2 separate regions of the Mus musculus genome follow, and region 2 is linked to region 1. A link is a contact called in public promoter capture Hi-C data. All regions are on one chromosome and are shown on one strand. The core of a region is the stretch at or near the end of the contact, and the rest is flanking DNA. Distances in the headings are between cores, read along the strand shown.

Region 1 (4,184 bases), core at 1,409-3,908:
AAGGAGGTGTGTCACTGGGGGCAGGCTTTGAGGTTTCAAAGGAGTTACTTCATTCCCAGTGTTCTTCTATGACTTTTGCAAAGGACTTGGCTTCAATTTCCAGGACCCACATGGTGGCTCAAAACCACCTGTAACTCCAGTTCCAGGGGAATCCAAAACTTCTGGCCTCCTCAGGAACCAGATACTTATCTGTTGCACAAATTAAAAAAAACATGCAGACAAAACACCCATACATATAAAATAATAAAAATGTAAGCCACAAATAAAATGCTATCTTTTGTAAGTTGCCTTGGTCAGGGTGTTCCGCCATGGCAACAGAAAACTAAAATACTTAAGAGTTTTACAGGGTCGGGCTGGCGAGATGGCTCAGCAGGTAAGAGCACTCACTGACTGCTCTTCCCCAGGTCCTGAGTCCAAATCCCAGCAACCACATGGTGGCTCACAACCATCTATAATGAGATCTGACACCTCTTCTGGCATGGCTGAAGGCTGAAGACAGCTACAGTGCACTTATGTATAATAAATAATTTTTTAAAAAAAAAAGAGTTTTACAGGGTCAAAGTCCATCAGATGACAGAGAAAAGAAACAGTCGAGAGCTCACTTTTTGAGGCACAACCACAAGACAAAGAATGCTAGATCAAAACGGTCCATCTTGAAGATCTTATTTTAATACTCCAAGCTCTTACGGGTCTCTACCTACTGTATCCATGTTTTACAGTTCAGTGTATAGAAGGTACATCTGTCTGCTGATCTCTAGCCTTCTCAGAGGATGTGCATACTGTATAAAGAAGAAAAGGGAACAAGAAAACAACTGAGAGGCTCAGTTTTCGATAAGTAAGAAAGTAGAGGCCAATGAGGGTAGGAAGGTTGGAAGCTCATTAAAAATCTCATAGAACTTGAGTTCCATCCCCAGGACCTGCTTGGTAGAAGGAGAAATCTGACTGCTATCCTCTGACATCCACATGTGCATTAGGGTGAATACACACACAAATGAAATTCAATTTAAGGGTCGGCTCAGCAGCTAAAAGCACTTGCTGCCAAGACAGATAAACAGAAGTCAGCTCCACAGGATGGATGGAAAGAACTTGACTCCAGATCTCGGATCTCCACACATGTGTATGCACATGCACACACACACTAGATAAAGAAAGAAGAAATTTAATCTTAAAAGATTTAAGAGTGTAGAAAAGAAGTCATCTACTATAGTACCTATCTAGAAGTCTTCAGAATTCTGATATACCAACTGAAGTTGCCTAAGTTATAAACTGTCAATAAAATAGTGAAAACAGATCCTATTAAGTAGGACATGATCATAGTCCAGACTTAAGATTTTTAAATTTAAAATTTTGTATTTTCTATCTGCATTAAGCAGCAGCCCTAAGAGCTATTTAAGCACACACAATTTTATTTTCTTTCAAGAATTATAACGACAGACATAAGATTCTGTTCCTAAGAACTTATTTTTAGATTCTACCATTTCGGCTAATTTCATTAACAATTCAAATTGAGAAGATAATGGATTAACCGCACTCAAGTCACAAGTGTGGCTCATATACGGGTTCCTGACTCATCTATAACAACACTTTCAACACAAAATTCATTTTTTAAAAATCTACTTAGCAAAATACATCAATTTATAGAGATTTCTAAAAAGCCATACTGTTGACAAATACATGTTGAGCACCAGAAGGGAAGAAGGCCGCATTCTGAAATAAATTAATATTGATCAGTCTGCACAGGAGGTGGATGAGACAATGCCCATACATATACCTGGCAGCCTGTGTGCCGGGAACGAAGGCGGCCACACAGGCCAGATGATAACCACTGCCAGCTCAGCAGCTGAGCTTGGAGGAAAGGTGGTATCCACACATAGGCCACTCTAGAGAACCAGAACTTACAGTCTCTGCAAGCGAACAGAGAATGTGGCGCTGACACCGGGAAAGTCTGACAACAAACAGGGTTGCTGGGGGTCTGGGGAGCTTCCAGGGCTACCACGCTGACGGCATACAGCAATCGCCGGCGGGCGAATATTAATACCCCACCCAGAAGTGAAAAGAAAAAGTCTAGGAGGGCCGAGGAAAGGGCTCGACCTTACCTTGTCATCCTCGCATCTCTTCCCCAGGCCTTCCTTGGCCTGCAGCCGGCTGCTGAGGCGACCGTAATCGGCCTCCTTCTGGTCGATCTGCTTCTTATGCGTGTCCACCAAGAGCAAGAGGTCCGAATTGCGCTTCTCCAAGCGCCCGCGGGCCACCTCGGTGCGCTGGACCTGGCCCTGCAGCTCGGCCACCTCCTCCTGAAGCAGAACGTGGCGGGAGGAGATGCTCCAGTAGTTGAAGGCAAGGACGACGATGACTACCAGTAGCACCACCAGCACGAAGGACGGCAGGCGGCCGGCCCGCCGGTTGGCCCCGAAACCCACCATGAGGCCGGTGGCTCCGCCGCTGCCGCCGACACCTGCGGGCAGCGCCGGCCTGCTGTCTCAGCGGCCTCGGGACCCGGACCCCAAGGGACGGGCCGAGCCGCCAGAGCGCGGAGGGGGGCGGGGCGTCGCGGGTCCTCCCCGCCCCCTCTGCGCCCCCGCCGCGCCCCCTCCGAGAGTCGAAGGCCAGCGGGCTCCCGCCGCAGGGAAGCGGGAGAAGCCGGCGCTGGTACTCGCGACCCGATGCCTCAAGGCTGGGGGCGGGGACGCGAGCCGGAAGGGGGCGGGTTTCCTCGGTCCACGCCCACCGGCTGGGGCCGGGGCGCCCAGGGGGGCATTAGCTCGTTTCCGCCGACGCCCCCTCTTCTCGCGAGATAGTGGGCTTCTTCTCGTCCCCTTGCGGTCTTGTCTCGCGAGGGTTCTCTGGAGGCTGGGGCGCGGGGTCGGGGTCGCGCGGCGTACCTGGGTGGGTGTGCGTGGTGCTGTTACCTGGTGGTGTCCCCTGAGGCCAGGTTTAGGGAGGTCCTGCTATCAGCGGGCCCCTTGGCAGAGTGTCCTCTGTCAGGACCAATTCTGAGACTGCCACCAAGTAGGGAAGGCTCTAGGTAAGATGGGACCTGATGGGTGTCTAGCAAGGTTTTATGCTAGGTGTTGTTTGTGCCACCGAGGTGGAAAAAAACAAAAACAGTTGACATTAGCCCCCAGAATAGCGGTGCCCAGACAATACAGCAAGAGAAGCTAAGCTTGAGGATGCTCTGCGATTGAGATGTGTTAGCAGCCTGGTTTCCAAGGTTACTGCTGTCACGGACAGGAAGAATTCCAAAATGCGGTGCTCCTATTTTAAAACGCTCTGCTGCTTTTCCCTCGACTTAGCTGAGGAGAAAGCCCAGAAGCTGCCCTCGGTGAATGGCAGCTAATGCGCCGTTACTGACGGCTGACACATTCCGAATTAGCAATAGCAGCCCTTACAAGTTGTTTCTGCACGCCTAGTTTTACATCCCTCCTATCCCAACAACGCTTTACACAGGAGAAAGCCCGGAAACAAAGATGTGCGGAAACGTCAGAGTCCTGTATCTTCTGAACTGGGCTTAAAGCCAAGTAACAGAACTCGTAATACTGTTCCTCTCTCTGCTTTGTAGCAGGTGTTGTTCTACGTTTAGCGTCATGTTCAGTGCTACAGAGAATCCCCTGCTCGTTCCCTCTGCGTGCTGCTTGTGTAGTTGTTTAAACAAACAATAAAAAGTTACTGGTTTTCACCTGTGTAACCAGAGGATGGATTTGTAGTTATTTTTCAGACTCCGGGTCAAGAACACAAACTTAAGTGTTTATTCAAACCGGCCTATAGTTCTGAGACATGAAGATTTTACAACAGTGAAAAATTGTTCCATGTGTCCTGTGCATTTCAAAAATAAAGTTCATCTGCTTCCAAAAAAAAAAAAATACCTTCACAGAAGGATGTTTCTCTTTTTTATACTATACAAACAACAACAACGACATAAACGTACCAGAATTTACTAGCTGGTTTACATCAAAGTTGAAGATTAACTCTCTTCAATTACAGCATTTGGGGTGTTGAGGCAGAAGCTGGAAGCCAGCGTGTGCTGCATACAAAATTCTTGTCTTCAAAAGTTGAGCTCTGACTTCAGGAGCTCTGAGAAGTCATCTCCACTCTCAGATATCAACCAAGCAGCTTTGGCAAAAGGAAGCCAGGTCAAAAAGGAATTTAAAGTAATTATTACATTTGCTTATTGGAGTGGGGCATGC
Region 2 (4,201 bases), core at 237-2,736, 760 kb before region 1:
ACTAATAATTGCTTAGAAATTAAAAAAAAATCACTTGAGTACCAAAGACGCTAAAAAAGCCAGCCCTGACAACGTAGAACAGGAAGCTGGTATCCTGACATTTGAATACATTTAAGGGCTTATGCCTGTTTTTATTCACCTTCCCTGCCTTCTCTTACTGTGACTAAGTTCTCATTCCAAAGGCTATTTCAGTTTAATATGCATGCATCAGGATTAGTTACTTCAACAAAGCAAATGACCATCCTGCTTCCCAGAACGATTTGAACCCAGGTTCTAGCTTGCATGTGACAAGTGATCTACAACTCCTGCCTGACCCAACATTCCAAAAAGGCGAGCTTTCAGGAACTTTACCTCTCTGTCAAACCTGCCCGGCCTGCGAAGCGCTGGGTCTAACTCGTCTGGCCGGTTGGTGGCTCCCACAACCACAAACTCCCTGTCCCTGTGGATGCCGTCCAGCAGCGTCAACACCTGGGCCACCACTCGGCTCTCGGGAGCTCGGTGCGGGCCGCCTCTCCGGGGACACAGGGCATCCACTTCGTCCAGGAAGAGGAGGCTGGGTCCGCGGCTGGCCAGCTCCTGGGCTCGTTGGAAGATGCGCCGCACGTTCTCCTCGGTCTCCCCGGGCCGGGAGCCCTGCAACGCCGGGGCGCTCACCGCCAGCAGCTCGGCGCCAGTCTCGCGCGCCACGGCCCGCACTAACTGGGTCTTGCCCACTCCCGGGGGGCCCGCCAGGAGCACCCCGCGGGGCACAGCCAGCCCCAGCGCGGCTAGGGCGAGCGGGTAGCGCAGCGGCAGGCGGAGCAGCTCCCGTAGGGAGTCGGCGGTCTCCGACAGACCCCCAAGGGTCACCTCCCCGGGAGGCTCGACCTGTGGCGGAGGCTTGTCACTGAGCGTGATGCGGGTATGCGGTGTGACCCACCCGCCGGGCTCTGGGTCCGGTGTCCCGCCCATCACGTGCAGAGCTGCGACAGGGCCGGGGACACCCGGCGGGGTGGTCACCACGTGTCCCCGAGACACAGGCCGGTTGCGCAGCAGCTCGTGCACTACCTCCAGCACCGCGGCGGAACTCGGGGCTCCCGCCTGGGGCCGCAGCACCGGCCACACCTCTAGGCGCCGCAGGGGCGGACAGGGCACGGGTTGCAAGCAGTCCATACCTATCCTCCCCGTGGCCACCCGGGCCCCGGGGCTAGCGCACTGCGGGTCCAGCTGCACAAAGCCATCCACCCTGTCGCGCCGCGGCCAGGCCGTGCAGAGGCAGCAGCCGCCGGCGGGCAACGAGATCCTCAGCGGCGAGCCCAGGCGCGCACCCAAGCTGCGGAAGGCGGCCGGCCCCAGGCGGCAGCGCTGGGTGTCCCGGTCCCGGGGATCCACCGGCAGCAGCTTCAAAAGTTGTCCGTCGGGGAAGGGCCCCGAGTCCGGAGCCATGACTCGGGGAACCACGCCGGGGAAAGCCCGGCAGCAATCCACCCGGCTGCCGGATGCAGGCGGCGCGCATGCGCCAAGAAGGAACAAGCCTCTGATTGACGGTCGAAAGGACTTCTGGGAAAGTGAGAAAAGCCTGGCTCTCCATAAACATCAGACGCCCGGTAGTCGGTCCAAGAGCCTCAATGAAAAGGTCTCCGCTGGCATCTGACAGACATACGGCTGCTCCATTAGGCCATAAGAGTTTTCATTTTGTGAAGTAAAAAGATTTCTTAAGGAAAAAAAGAAAACCCAAACTGCTGACAAGGTGTAACGTGCTTACAGATATAAACAAGGTGTAAATAAAATACCCGCCAAATTAATCATGATACTCGCATCTTATGAAAGATCTTTTATCCTCGTTCCAAAGACTTGGAGCGTCTAGAAATGGGAAAGAAGACATTAATAATAAGACATAATAACCATCTTCAATATGTAAAGGGATGTGTGTGAAAGCTAGCGTGCGTGTGGATAGCTGTGGTAAAGAACTGACCAGGAAACGGAAGTTTAATAGGGTGATCTTAAGAGGTTTTTCTCTGCATATTTTGACCATGGTCGCATGAAAGGTACAGCTGAGAGTCATAACTGATGCCCACTGAGGCAATTAGAGTGAACTTAACCTTTCAGATTTCAGCACTGATTTAAAACAGGGGTAGAGGCTAAGTTAGTGGGGATATGGTGTGGAGGACAGTACATGTTTTTTCGTGTTGCATAAAGAGGCTGATCCCGTTCAGGGCCAAACTATAAAGTTCTCTGACCTTGGCCAAGAAATATACAGCATCCCCACTAAAACAGCCACTCCCCTCCTTGTGTCACAAATATCAGGAAGGGATTGTGTTTCTGGGCCCTCAACTCATTCACACATTCTCAGTAAAACTATAGATTATCTTTCCCAGGCAGCCTTAACCCATCCTGCTCCTCTGAGTCAGACCATTTTCATTGTATTGTTTCAGTCATCCATACATCTGAATTCATCATACTTACAATCTTGCAGGAAACCATTCTAAGCTTGCTGTGATGGTTCATACCTATATCACAACATTTGGGAGACTAAATAAGGATTAGAACAATTTATAGTTCTACCTGGGCTACTTAGTGAGGTCTAGGCAAGCCTAAACTACAGAATGGAGAAAGGTATCGAAAGAAAGAAAGAAAGAAAGAAAGAAAGAGAGAGAGAGAGAGAGAGAGAGAGAGAGAGAGAGAGAGAGAAAGAAAGAAAGAAAGAAAGAAAGAAAGAAAGAAAGAAAGAAAGAAAGAAAGAAAGAAAGAAAGAAAGAAAGAAAGAAAGAAAGAAAGAAAGAAAGAAAAAGAAAACCTTGAAAAGAAAAACATAATAACAGTTCTGTGGTCCTTTTGTTGGTTACAGGACTCCAAATTTGGCAATTTTATGAGCACTATTTAAAGCAACAAACGTGTGCACCACTAGAGGGAGTCCAGAACCAACAAATGAAGGCCGAGGGCCCTTGGCGGACCGGACATTTGCAACCGAAGCTTCCGCTAGATTTTCCTCAGGGTTCACACAGTATGTATTTTTTTTTTTTTTTTTTTTAGTATGTATTCTTATAATATTGTCAAGCTATTCTAACAAAGTACCACACGCTATTCAGGTTATAATAAGCAATAGCAAATTATATTTTTCCATTAAAAAATAGTGTGTATGATGAGAGAGAGAGATTATGTAGGTGCACATGAAGTCCAGAGGCATTGGATCCCGTGGAGCTACAGTTATAGATGTTTGTAAATCACTCCATGTGGGTGTTGGGAGCTAAACTCAGTTTCTCGGACTCTTAACTCTTAACTCTCCAGCCCCTTTACAGATTTTATTTATCTCATTTTATGTGTATGTGCTTTGCCTTCATGTACATAATTGCATGACTTGCATTCAGAGCTTTACTTCTTACAGTTTTGGAAGCTTAGAAAACGAAGATGTAGATGCTGGCTGACTCAGGACAAGTGAGGGCTACTTCCTACTTCATGTGCTTTTGCACTCTCTCCTTAGATAGTGGGAGGAAGCATCTAACTCTCACAGGTCACTTTATAATGACATTTTCATGGCTGTTCTTCATTGTCACTTCTGGGAAGAAGGAACTTTAACTGGGAAAAAGGAATCGCCTCAATCAGACTGGCCCATGGGCATCTCTGTGGGGCATTTTCTTGATTGCTAATTGATAGAGGAGGACCCATTCCACTATAGGCAGTGCTGTCCCTAGCAGGTGGGTTTGGACTCTATAAGAGAGGTAGTTAAGCAAGCCAGGAAGCAGCATTCCTCTGTGAGCTCTGCTTCGGGTTCTACCTCTAGGTTCCTGCCTTGAGTTCTTGTCCTGGCTTCCTGTCAGGAGCCATCAAGGAAAGGCTAAGTTTTCTGGAGATATACCACTTTGTATAGCTATGATGGGTAAGCTCTAAATTGCAAGGGCCTTCAGAGATATTTATCCCAGGATTGCTTCATGCTAGTGGTATGCCTTTTCTTGTCAATATTGCATAGCCTAATGATTCCTGGGCATCAGCCTACCCTATTGGGCAAAATTCCTTCAGATCAACATGAAGGTGAACTTTCATGAATTAATGCTGTTTAGATGGATTAATGAGGCTATAGAATTTCTGATTTGATTCAAATAATTTTAGGAAGAAAGTTTTAGGAGATGGTTCTAGTTGTTTTGCCAGAAAGATATAGTAAAGTTAGAATCAAGAATAGAATGTGCTCACTCCTCAGAGAATAGTAAGTAAAGGCTGCATGATA

What was found. Promoter capture Hi-C pulls out the DNA fragments that hold promoters and counts their contacts.
Region 2: a promoter capture Hi-C map of pre-B cells shows a contact between it and region 1, with 6 times the contacts expected there. The contact joins the promoter of Spata5l1 here to the promoter of Golm2 in region 1. A contact is called at or near these places in 3 of 39 promoter capture datasets (hippocampal neurons, liver and pre-B cells).

Annotation. Positions count from the first base shown.
Region 1 is chr2:121,865,444-121,869,627 of GRCm38.p6, reverse strand. It overlaps Golm2 (golgi membrane protein 2), which reads right to left and starts at 2,658. Exons shown (of 10, transcript NM_001205369.1): 1 at 2,097-2,658. The coding sequence starts at 2,423.
Region 2 is chr2:122,627,910-122,632,110 of GRCm38.p6, reverse strand. It overlaps Spata5l1 (spermatogenesis associated 5-like 1), which reads right to left and starts at 1,486. Exons shown (of 3, transcript NM_001033256.4): 1 at 352-1,486. The coding sequence starts at 1,425.